2 separate regions of the Pelodiscus sinensis genome follow, and region 1 is linked to region 2. The links are chromatin contacts, called in public Hi-C maps. All regions are on one chromosome and are shown on one strand. Each heading gives the region's core, a stretch centred on a gene start, on an enhancer-like site or on the middle of the called end of the contact. The rest is flanking DNA. Distances are from core to core; before and after follow the strand shown.

Region 1 (6,176 bases), core at 2,649-5,148, 510 kb before region 2:
TTCAATCAGAGAGAAAATGCTGTTTTCTCAGCTTGCTATATGCAGTCGATCATCTTTAAAATCCTGTCTACCTGGTAAAAACAATAATTCTGGTGGACCCACTGCAACATGGTAATGCACTGAGACAGGGAAAATATAGTTTAATCAGGCAGTGCAGATGGGAAAAAAATAAGTTTTAACCATGCTATGGCTTTACAACTTATTCCCTCCTCCCCCGGTAGGCGCTACAATTTGTAGTGGACATAATAAAAGTGACATACGCTGATATATGCGCAGAGTGGAGCTGCCTGCTCACCAAAGCACATATAGGAAGTGACAGTCTCTCAATGTAAATGATGATTCATACATCGCAGAGTACACTGCATTTCAGTGAACAGTGCAGCTGAGATTTGCAGCCTGGAGCTACCAAGAAACTGCCAATACCCCCGAAAAGCAAATGTAAGAATAGAAAAACAATATAGCCTGTAGACAACAGCTGGAAGGAAGTTCCCAGTCTGGGAACCACAGGATATGTCCACACAGCCTGCACCAATGAGTCTTGGGCCCTGGTTCAACAGACTCCGGGTCTTGCACTACAGTACTAAAAACAGCAGGGCTACATCTAGACTGGCATGATTTTCCAGAAATGCTTTTAACGGAAAAGTTTTCCGTTAAAAGCATTTTTGGAACAGAGTGTCTAGTTTGGCACGGACGCTTTTCTGCAAAAGCACTTTTTGTGGAAAAGCGTCCATGGCCAATCTAGATGCGCTTTTCTGCAAAAGAGCCCCGATAGCCCTTTTCGCGATCGGGGCTTTTTTGCGGAAAACAAATCTGAGCTGTCTATACTGGCCCTTTTGCACAAAAGTTTTGCACAAAAGGGACTTTTGCCCAAACGGGAGCAGCATAGTATTTCCGCAAAAAGCACTGATTTCTTACAGTAGGAAGTCAGTGCTTTTGCGGAAATTCAAGCGGCCAGTGTAGACAGCTGGCAAGTTTTTCTGGAAAAGCGGTTGATTTTCCGGAAAAACTGGCTGGTCTAGACACAGCCCAGTAGTTTGGGCTCTGCAATCCACTCCCACTCTAGCCTTCAGAGCCTGACTTGGCTGGTTTTTGCACTACAGCATGAGTCCTGTGTTCAAGGAAAGGGGAAGGAACTGGAACTGCACTGTGGTCATGACTGGGACTCAGACACTTTCAAACGTGCAGGGGTTTAGAGCCAGGTTTTTGATGTGAGCTATTATCCAGAGAAAGACTACTGGTAATTGTGAATCAGATCCCAATCCTTCACTCCCCCAGAGTTTTAGGGTGGGGAGCTGGTATCTAGTTTTCACCCATCTCTGATATAACAACACAGTCTCTGGCTCACATTGTGACCTGGTACATGGGGTTACAGTGACACATCAGGTTTGGTCCCTCTACTCAGGACCATCCCTAGCAGTTCTGATGTGCCGTGCAGCCCCTCGCAGGCGCGTGTGTGTGTGTCACTTTGCAGGGGGCAGGAGTTATGGAGGAAGGCCCATTGCTGCAGGGAGCAGGAGCAGAGCAGGGAGGCACAAGGGGAAGGGGTCTTGGAGGAGAGGGTGAGACCACTCCCCACACTCCCTGGCAGGAAGCAGAGTGATGCGCCTGGGAGTCCAGGGAGCTGTGTGGACTGGGGCTGGGTTACTCCTCCTCCCACTGCCGATGGTGAGTGCTGGCCTGACCCATGCTGCTGATGCTAGGCCCCATTATTCCCCCAGGGTCACGTTGCTCAGTGGTGCAGACTTGGGGAAAAGGGTGGAATGGAGCGGGGTGAGGTTGGAGCAGGAAGGGGTGAAGCAAGGGTGGGGACTTAGGGAAAGGGATGAGTGTGTGCAGGGTGGGGGTGCAGAAGGGGCGGTGCAGAGGGTAGTGGGGGGTTGTCCTGGGTCCTGCAGCTCGCTAGGGCTGGCCTTGCTGTGTGCAGCCCGTTGGGGAGGGGGAGTGGCCATGGGGATGGGACTAGCCACTGAAGCCGGTGTCAGTGTGCAGCATGTGGCTGCTCAGGGCACCACAAAATTTGGGGCAATTTGGTGCCCTAAATTTCACGGTACCCTACACAGCTGCATATTCTATGTATTGGTAGCGATGACCTTGCCTCTACTCCTCTAGACAGAGTGGGCTGACAAGCCAAACCTGAATGGTGCTGCGTCCTGTTTCGGCCATTGGAAGTGTTGGGAGGTAGAGCATAGGAAAATGTGCCATCCTGGATGTTACAAAATGCAAGCAACTGAGCCGTGAAAGTCTTGGGTGGCAGCACCTTGTGCTTACCAGTCAAATCGAAGAGGGACCGGTAATGAGTATTTCAGAGTTCTGTCCCTGCTCTGCCACTGACTCGCTGTGTGACACAGAGGAAATCACTTAAGGCTATGTGCCTCAGTTTCCCCATCTGTAAACCAGGAATAACAACATTTACTTATCTGATAGAGGTGTTGTAAAGTGTAATCAACAAACATCTGTATGATGCCTTGTGAGCCTCAGCAAAAAGATTCAAAATATTGCCTTTATGGACAAATATCCCTGGCACAGAAGTCTCTCTTAAAATCAGATATTGAAGTTTGAAAGTAGCAGCTCTGGTTCCTCTCTGTTCAAGGTCTGCAGCTTTTTGGAGGCTAGTGACTGAAGCAGGAGCTAGTCCCCACAAGATATAACTTGAACCTGCTGCCTTCTCTTACAATGATCAGGCCTTGCCAAGCATAGTGTAGGCTCCTGTAAATAAGGGCTCTAATTAGAGGATATGAGGAAGCTTAGGCAGCAGGGCTGAAAAAAGGAAAGATTTTTTTTAGGGGAGGAACCCTCTTTAGAGATAAGGGAACCTGTCAAAAGTCAATTAGTTTACTTGTCTACAAATATTTGGTGGGTGTAAACACAAGGAAGAGAGCAGAATGATTTGGAATGGCACAACTAGGAATGGCACAACTGGGATGAAAGTGACAAAGGAAACTTTATGCTTGTTATGAGGCTGAGTAGTGAGTATTTAACAGCGAGCTTTATTAGAGTTAGAGTTGAGTGAAAATCAGAATTGCTATGAAGCATGAAGTTCTGATACCTCAACATTGGTTTTTGCCTTGATTTAGGATGAAAAATGGAAATATTGATATTAGGAATATTGCACAGAGAGGAACCAGAGCTGCTACTTTCAAGCTTCAATATCTGATTTTAAGAGAGACTTCTGTTCCAGGGATATTGATTATAAAAGCAATATTTGCATATTTTTGCCAAAGCTTTCAAGGCATCACACAAATGTTGGTTGACTATACTTCACAACACCTCTGTGAGATAAGTACAGGGGGCCCTCGCTATAAGTCCAAGATAAGTTCCAAAAAACTTGAAAACTTATAGCGAAGCAACTTTTTTTCCCCAACTTTTTTTCCTTTCAAGTAGGAATAAGGAATCTCCCGGAAAAGGGTTTATTTTCCGGAAAATCATGTCTACACTGGCGCTTTTCTCCGGCAAAAACCCCGAGCCGGAAAAAAGCGGCAGCCATGTAAATGCAAATGCCGCGGGGGATATTTAAATCCCCCGTGGATTTGCAATTCTGAATTGTCTAAGCATCCCTTTTCCGGAAAGGGATGCCAATGTAGACACAGCCATAGAGTCTGAACTGTGATCCTGCTCTGTCCTCTATAACAGGATAAACAAAGCCCCTGGTTCCAAGCACCTATGCAAGCTCAGAATTGGTCTGAATTATGTGGGTTCGGGCCATCTTTAGTTTTAAAACATTTCCCCTCTTATTCCCTGCCCTGTGCTAGAAATATAGAGGGAACTCCCAGGCTGTTATACAAATAGAAAATATAATGAGAACCGGATTCTACTGAGTCATGAGCACAGATTCTTTGTCTCCTCCCAACTTCTCTTTCCTCTAGTCTTGAGTACATATTTGCACTTTCATTGTGCCTTCTCCCTCTACAGGTGCTGGACTATGTAATCTGTTTACTCACTCCACCCCCACCTGGCCACTCACTTATATTCATCCCCTCCCATTCATGAGATAGGTGCTGTTCTGTCTTCATACAACACCACCTTGGAGGCAAACAGTGATGGCAGGAATCGCAGCCAAGTTATCCAGAGAGAGAGCTGCATTAGAAGGGCTCGGCTCCAATGAGAAGGCAGTGAAGTATTTAAATCAGGATTATGAGGTTTTGAGGCAGCAGTGCTTGCAGTCTGGTTCTCTATTTAAGGATGAAGAATTCCCAGCCTCTCCTTCTTCTCTGGGCTATAAGGACCTGGGGCCACATTCCCCCAAAACGCAGGGTATTGTCTGGAAGCGACCCACGGTAAGAGAGTTTCATCGTTATTTGTTTTACTATTAGATTCAGATGAAATCAGATTTGACCTGAACTTTCCCTCCAGAATCCAAATTGAATCTGAGCTGGAAAGTCCTTGAAATCTAGAAAAGGCATAGATTACCTTTCCTTTTCATTCTTTGCCATCTTTCCTCATCTCCCTGGTTCTAACCAGTAGTGAAAGTAATGGAATACCCTCTATACAAGGTTGCTGTTTAACTCCAAGCCTTTGGGATGTGAGAAGCCCCAGAAATGTTGAGGGAGAGCCTGTCCGCATCAGATTTCCAGCACCGCTCTGCCTATTTCAAAGGTTTCAGCATGACTGAGAAAAGCATCTGAACTTTTGGTGTTTATCCAAATGGAACCTTCCAGTCCCCTGGGTGACCAGTTCAAGCTTATTACTGGTGTCATGTGCTGTCCAGTATTAGGACAGGAAAATTAGTGTTGTACTAAATAAAAATTCCAACCCCCCAAACACCATCATTTGAAGATCTGGTTGAAAACTTTGGAATGAAATGTATTCCTAATTTTTTTAAAATTGGCTTTTTAATGAAAAAAAAAATGTTGTAGCTTAAAATGAAAAATGTAGGCATTTGGGGCTTTTTTTGATTCATTGGGTTTCCTTTCCCCCCTGGTTTCTCTCCCTTTTTCCTCTCCTTTATTTCTTTGGTGACAAAAGGAAAAATTGATACAAAGGAAAAAAGAAGGTGGGGAGGAAGCAGAGGAGTGAAACTGAAATAAACCAAACACAAACATCCTCCAAGGTGAAACTACAGGAAACAATCCTGTATATGGCCACACTTGGTGTTGGATAAGAAAACATTTTAACTCATACATTAGAATTAACATATTGTTAAACACCGCTCAGTCCCTAGCATAGACAAAGAGTCACGACTGCCAATGTGTTAGCTGGTCATGGACAACTTTAACACCAAAAGGGCTACATACTTCAGTACAGCATGATGCAAAGCCAGCCTGGGCAGGGGTAGTAACTTTGTATCCATTGCACAATGCAGCAAAATGGTGGAAGAGTCATAGACAACCTACAACTACAAAGATTTGCTGGACTGCCCTGTTCAGAGAGGCTGTGTAGAACTCTATTGCAGCCTCAAGGATGCTGTAGCAACTACAAGGGCATCATGAGTGTTCTGTGCCCTGCCTCAGGTTGTGGTGAAGGATCCTAACCTGCCACTTATTAGTTTACCTGAGAAGGGACCAGAATCCGACTCTGTCTCTTTAAAGGAATGGAAATCTTCAGTGACAAGTAACACGCTTAAAGGTCCTGCTCATTTTCCCCCTGTATTCTTTGTTCTGCGGGGTGTGTGTGTGCTTATTGCTCTAAGTTCCACCCTGGATTCCGGGGGAATGGAATTGTATTTCCTCTGATGATGTTGAAACTGGGTGATGGTGACTCAGGGTTTTTTTTTGAAAAAAAGTGGCCTTTTTTTGAAAAAACTTCCCCTGAGTCTAGACTGCTGCCGCTTTCTTTCAAAAGTAAATTGAAAGAACGCGGCAGTTTTTTCAAATGTAGTAAACCTCATTTTATGAGGAAGAATGCCTTTTTTTGAAAGTGCTTTTTCAAAAAAAGGCGCTATGTAATACAAACTGTGCTTTTTTGAAAAAGAGCATCCAGACTGCCTGGGTGCTCTCTTTCGAAAAAGCGACTTGCTTTTTCGAAAGTACTGTTGTAGTCTAGACAGTCTTTTTTGAAAGAGGCTTTTTTGAAAGATACTTTCGAAAAAGCCTCTTTTGAAAGAGGATTACAGTCTAGAAGTAGCTTCAGAGTCCATAAGTTCCTGCTGGGAAAATGTCCAGTCATGAAACAAATACTGGGTGCTAAATGTCCCCATCCCCTGGAGCAAAATGCTTCTTCACAGTGATGGACAGATTTCC
Region 2 (6,624 bases), core at 2,992-5,491:
TCACCCCAACCAACCCTACCCTGCCCAGCTGTGGCAGGTGCCAACCCTCCCCCCCCCCCGTCCCCGAGCTGGCCCCACCCACCCCATGGTGGTGGCACAGGCCCTGCCCTCAGCTACTGGGACAGGCCCCAAAAGCTCACAACACGGCTGTAGCCTTGCCCAGCACCGCAGCCACTTTCCACACGGCTGTTGGAGCTGGAATTGGGATCAGGAGAGGCTGCCCCAGTAGGGACAGCCTTACCATGGCCCTGGCTCCAGCCCTTCCCGCCACCCTACTCACCCTGCTGCTGCATGGTAAAGGGGGTGGAAAGGAATTTCCTTACAGGGAACTCTAGTGGGCAGGACTAATCAAAAGCTGGGGGGGAGAGGAGGGGGAGGCATGGCAAGGCAATGTGCCACAATCCACCAGGCAGGGGTTCACGGCTTGCCACTGGTCCACGGACCAGTGGTTGGGAATCACTAGACTAGCCCACTGTTTAACTCATTTTCTCAACAGAATACCACCACCAAAAAAAAGTAAAATAAAACATCAGCATGTTTACAAGTCACCATGCTGCACACTCTGCTTGTGCATTAAGCCCTTTCCCACCCCAAATCTTTGTTGGTCCGATCTAGTAAGAGTGTATACTCTTCAGGACAGAGACTCTTTCTTGTCTACACTTATACAATACATGCCACAATGGGACCCTGATCTCACGTAAGTGGTATCACAATACAAAAAAACCCACATTATTATTGGGTGATTAAAGTGCTTAAAATACAAAGGGTACATGATCCTCAATTTCTCCAGCAATGTACATTTAAATGGTTTGGCCAATTGCCTTCAAATCTTCCAAATAATGTATGTAATTCATGTTTTCCTATGCAAAGCTACACAACGAGAGGGTGTAAGGTTGTGACAATGTCATTAATTTGGGACCTGTTACTGTTATGATGATAGGAAGGTCTCTAGGAGATGAGCAGAGATGCGTAATTAGACGGCAGCAGGAGCATCAGCAGAGCCAGCCCAAGCTACAGGCTGACCCGGCTACTGCCCGGGGCACCTCATTATAGGGGGCACCATTCAGGGCTGCCGGACCAGGCAGGGGCAGGGCCACGCATGCGCCAGGTAGCGCCACGGAGCAAGGTCGTGCATGTGCCGCACGAATGGCTCAGGCCAGCCCTGAGCATCAGCAACAACAAACAGAAAAGTCAGTTTCCAGATACTGAAAAGTAAGTCACAATTCTAAGTCTCTGTCTACAAAGTACCTCTGCATAAATTATTTCATTCAGTGGTGTGAACTCCTCTCTCCTCCCTCCCTCAAGCAACAGTTACATCAACATAACCACTTTTAGTCACAGCACGATGTCAGTGTACATGCAGACATGCTCTTAATCTTGTAATTTATTTTTACTTTGATTTTTACTTTGTTAAATGTAAGCATAGGCAGCGGATCAGAATCATCTAATGATGTGCATGTGTACTTCGGGATATCTATTTTAGTATATATTTATTTACATGTACGATGTAAATATTGTGGTAGAAAATTTAAATTGGTTGATATAAAACGTATGCAGAAAGGTGCATCAAAGCCAAAAGAAATGAACATGCCCTACACTTCACAAGTGCTTCAGAACATTAATAATGCCCCAAAGTTCTTTGTAGAACCAAAACAGACTACCCCAGATGTAACTCTCTATGCATAATCAAACACACATTTTACACTTTTAAATCCTTTATGAACCACCTCTTGACAACCTTTCTATGGCCCCAGCACTGTAAGATACATATCTATTTAAAAGTGAGGCATGGGTGTGAGTACTATAATGCCACCGACAGCCCAGGTGCCCAGAGCACCATTTGCGGGTCTAGTGCTTTTGCTATAACTGGAGATATTAACCTGTTTTACAGCTTGTACGTAGACCAGCCATGCCATGTTTCAAAGAAAAATTACTTATTTACCCAAAGGCTAATATAAGATTAATCTTCCCCACCACCCTTGAGCCCAGGAATGAAAGGAATCCTAGCATCTTCTTCCCCTTATCCTTTTCAGCAGGGGGAATGAAAGGAAAACAGGCTGCTCTTTCCATCAGGACATCATCCTTTAACAGTGCTGCTACTCCATTTTTCATATTTGCCCCCAACTAGCCAGTGCCTGAAGTTTTTCCAAGCACTGCTTTTACACATGAGCAGGATGTCATGAGAAACTATTACATTCAAGCAGATACACAATGTGTCTCTGAATGGAGTCACTTGCCAAATTATACAATTTCTAATTTCTTCATGCATCCTCACAACCAGCGTGTCCTAAATATAAACTGGAGGAAAGGAGAGTAACTTTTCAAAACATGTTCAAGTCTCGCAAGTACTATTTACTTTAATATGAATGGTAAAGCCTAAATCCTTAATGTATACGCATTCTTAGGAATGAGTGAAAAAAAAAATCAAGTAACTTCTTATGCACAGCTTTTTAGATAAGGGACAGAAGAAAGAACCAAGGCTATTCATTTAGCACACCTTTAAATATAGTAATATTGCTGTGTCCTCTCAGGCCTAGGAGGTCTTCAGGTAAGATTCCTCCCTCCCCACATCACCTGACAAGCACTAATTATTTAGTACATACACTAGAGGTCCTCAGCAATCCCATCAGTGACTCACTTGATGACAGAATCACTGCAAAGATGAGAATAATACTTTTTCTTCCAAAATAATTAGTAGTCTTGTGGCACCTTATAGAGTAACAAAATACGTAGTATCATGAGCTTTTGTGGAGAAGACTCTCTTCCTCAGATGAATTGGAGTGGAAATAACAGAAACCAAGATATATAACATTTCTGCTCCAACTCATCTGATGAAGTGGGTCTCACCCACGAAAGCGCATGATGCTATGTATTTGTTAGTTTCTAAGATGCCACAAGACTACTCATCATTTTTGAAGTTACCCCACTGTTCCATTTCCTGCAGCACTGATGTCACCAATTAAAATCTCAGAGACATTGCTAATGTCTTCCTGAGCTAGAATTTCAACTTCTTTGGGTACCAGGGTTAAAAAAGTAAGAGGAGACTCTGCAAATGGCTGGAAAAATCTTATCAATGGGATAATAGCCACAGAAAACCTCTTTCAAAAGCACTTCCAAATCCATGACAAACCCAAGTGCCCTTATATTATTATTATTGGTGTTGAAACGGGAGAGAAAGGGAGAAGAGCTCTGATTAGCCCGAGGCCATCCATCCCTATTGCTGCCCCGAGAGGCACTTGCTCCCACACAGCGAAGGAGCCACGAAGCCAACAAAGCACCTCACGTACCGGCTTTCAAAACACACCCGTGCACGGCCGCTACGAGAAACACCTGGGGTTGCGTGCCCGGCTCCTGCCCCAGGGCCAGCGCAGGGGCGCGCCCGCAAACCCACCTCGGAGCCGACCGGGCTGTCACGGGGCGGGGGAGCGCGCGGCCCCTTCCCCGCCCGGCTGGCCCGGCACAGCCCCCAGCGAGTCACACGCGGCGGAATAAAACCGCCCCACGGGAGCGAGGCCTACGCCAGCCCGGGCAGGGCTCGGGGCCAGCCCGCCCCCGACCCGCCCCGCCCCGCCCCCGACCCGCCGCGGGCAGCCTTGGCCCCATCGCGGCGGGGGCATCCCCGCGGGACCCGCTCCCCTCCGAGAGGAGCCCTCCCCCAGCACGGGAGCGCGGCGGGACCAGCCCCGAAGCGGGGCAGCCCAGCCCCTGGTCTCAGCGCGGACCGGTCCGGGCGGGCGGGGGTTATGCAGCGGGGGCCGGGGTGTACCTGGCTCCTGCCCGGTGCGGAGCCCCGGGGGCGGGGTTCCCCTTGCGCCCCCTCTCACTCCCGCCCCACTCCGTTGTTGTCTCTGTGCGGCAGGAAGCGCGTGAGCGGCCCCGCTAGCGGCGTCCCCAGCGCGGCGTAGTTACCATGGGGCGGACGCCCCCTCCCGCCGGAAGTCGCTGCCGGGAAGGGGGCGGGTCGGTGTCGGTCGCCATCTTGAGTGTGGCGCGGCGGGACCGCGGGGCTCCGGCTGCCCCGGACCCAAGACGCGAAGGGGTTTGGGTGGCGCCGCTCCCGTTCTGCGCTCGGGAAACTGCAGCGAGCGCCCAGCAACGCCAGCGCCGACGCACCAGCCCCGGGGCGGAGCCTCAAGCGCTCCCGCTGCAAGCCCGCCAGACGGGTCGGGGAAGGCCCAGCGCTGGGGCGAAGGGCCATTAGGTGTCTGGCGGGGATGGAGGCTCCAGCCCCAGATGTGACACCGGGCACAAGCCGGAAAGGGGCGCGTGGCACTGATCCGTCACTCCCTGTCTGCCTGAGCCCGGGGCAGCTGCAGGCAGGCCCTGCTCCCCAGCCCTGCCCCTAGCCGCTCCTACAGCGTGTGCCCCGAAGAGCATCCCACTGCAAGCCGCTCCCTGGCATCCCTAGTGAGTTTTAGCTCGCCTGCCGGCTTCTGTCCACTCCCATTGAGTAATGTGTAAACTGTATCAGCTGTGTGCCCTCAGTGGAAAACTGGGAACATACTCTGCAATATTTTGCAAGGTGCATGTACTATAAATACCCAGGGGATCATGCACCTGTGAAGAAAATGTGGTACTAAAAGGTGTTTGCGAGATAACTCTGGGGGGGAAGGAGGAAATAAATGTATCCCCAAGGAAAGATACGCCATTACTGCCAACCAGGTGTCCATCAGCAATAACATGGCAAGCAGTAATTCATTTGAAACAGAGGGTAGAAATCATTTAGTTTGCATTTTAGCAAACACCAAGGGGAAAGCTGCCTCCACAAAATTTCCTTCAGCCACAGCTTCCATGTTTCTATCTTTACAGCTTGAATGAACTTTCCTTTGGAGGGTAATCTTCAGAAGAATCCATTTCAAAGGTTCACTGGATTATTAAAAAAAAAAGACATAGTCCCATGTTATCTTTTCATCTAGGATGACAAAGAAACTGAGCACAGTAGCTCCCGAGGAGAGAGATGACCATGGGGCAGTCAACTGTCTTGCTATAAGAAGTTTGTGGTCTGAAGCTTAGACAATGCATGTTAAAGTTTTAGCATCAGAAAATGTATTTTTACATTGTAACGCTGTCTAATATTCCTTCTGCTCAATATCACTTAAAATCATCTCTCCTTTTGTTAATAAGCTTGCTTTACTTTTCATCTGCAACAGCCCAGTGCTATGATTGAATTGTTAGGTCACTTAAAGTGACAAGCCTGGGCATTTTGTCTCTTCAGGGGAACAAACAAACTACTACTCATATATGTGGTTCAAGAAAGAGCTGGAAATTGCAGATCACACAGTTTTGTGAAAATGAGGCACTAGACAGACCCAGGGCAAATAGCCCTGGATGTGTGTCACCATGTCAGATTACAAACAGCAGTTGACTGAGGAGTTTTAGACATTTCAGGTACAAAATGTGAAATGAGAAGGAGGTGTGATCTGTTTCTTTAATAGCTTTTGGAGGCTGGTAATCAGATTATTCTTCAAAAAGGTCTCTTCATCTACACAGCATCCAAGCAACACTAGGCATGATAGCAACATTTACAGAAGTACTAGTTTCTAAACCAGGATCAGGCCTTAATCTACAGGTGGTGTTAGTAGGATACCTAGAAGTACACTTTTTTTAGATTTGTTTCCTGGATTTGAACTAGTGATTTATGGATTTAAATGGCTGAACAAACAATAAGAAATAATTGCTATCGTTTTCTGCAATAGCCTTTCAAAGGCTCTGCAATCCAAAATACATCTTTCAAAAAGTAAGGTATTTAGAACTAGGGATGTTAGCGTGTAGTTGTTTACACAATTAACCAATAAGCCTGCTACTACACGCACCCTCCCCCTTTGCTCCCCGTGCATGATAACTCCCACAGAGCCGCCTGGCCCTTCATGCTGCCTCCCACAGAAGCAGCAGTGAGTGGGGCAGGTGGGAGCCGGTACACACAGGAAGCCAGCTTTCAAGATGGCTCCTTGCATGTACCTGCCCCTGCCCTCCCTCTGTGCTGCTGCCTCCCCTGTATCAGAGGCAGCAGTGTAGGGGAGAGGGGGCAGACAGGAGACAGCTCTCCATGCATGCCAACTCCCGCAGAGCCTGCTGCCTCCCCCATAAGCAGCAACGTGGGGAGGGGACCAGGTGGAGCTGGTGTTCCTGCAGATCTGCCTGCCCCTTATGCTGCTGCCTCTGATTGAGAGGCAGCAGCGCAGGGGGGGAGCTCCCTGTGTGTATTGGCTCCTTACAGCCGTCCCTCCACCACCGCTGCTGCCTCCATATCAGCAGGGGAGGACTCCTGCCTGCCCCCACGTGTAAAAGTGTAACTGCTGAAAAATTCAGTGGTTGCACAATTACAAAAATAAACATTTGCTAACATCCCTGTGCAGAACATGAGTGTACACAGAGCACATAATTGACATATCCTGTCACTTAATCTTAAGAGCAATTGCTACAGTTCAGTCAGTTATTGGTTGTACTTGTGTAATTATCTGATATCTATATAAAGAAAGATCTGGAAAAAAGATTTGTTTCTTTATATTCTGGACTGAAAGTTTGAAACAAGATTGAACTTTCCTTATCCAGGAGACCAGTGTAAATCCAAAAGTATTATCCTTTTTTTAGTTTCAGATGCTGGAAAGAGAGATTGTGCAATTA

The links. A called contact is a pair of places that touch in the nucleus more often than the background predicts.
Region 1: a contact with region 2 is called in a Hi-C map of liver, with 3 times the contacts expected there. The contact joins the promoter of LOC102458941 here to the promoter of DISP1 in region 2. A contact is called at or near these places in 2 of 5 Hi-C or Micro-C datasets (liver and an unstated tissue).

What each region holds. Positions count from the first base shown.
Region 1 is chr3:155,212,819-155,218,994 of ASM4963464v1, reverse strand. LOC102458941 (calpain-8) reads left to right here and starts at 3,898. Exons shown (of 21, transcript XM_006133424.4): 1 at 3,898-4,274. The coding sequence starts at 4,038.
Region 2 is chr3:154,702,406-154,709,029 of ASM4963464v1, reverse strand. DISP1 (dispatched RND transporter family member 1) reads right to left here and starts at 4,241. Exons shown (of 9, transcript XM_075925248.1): 1 at 4,114-4,241.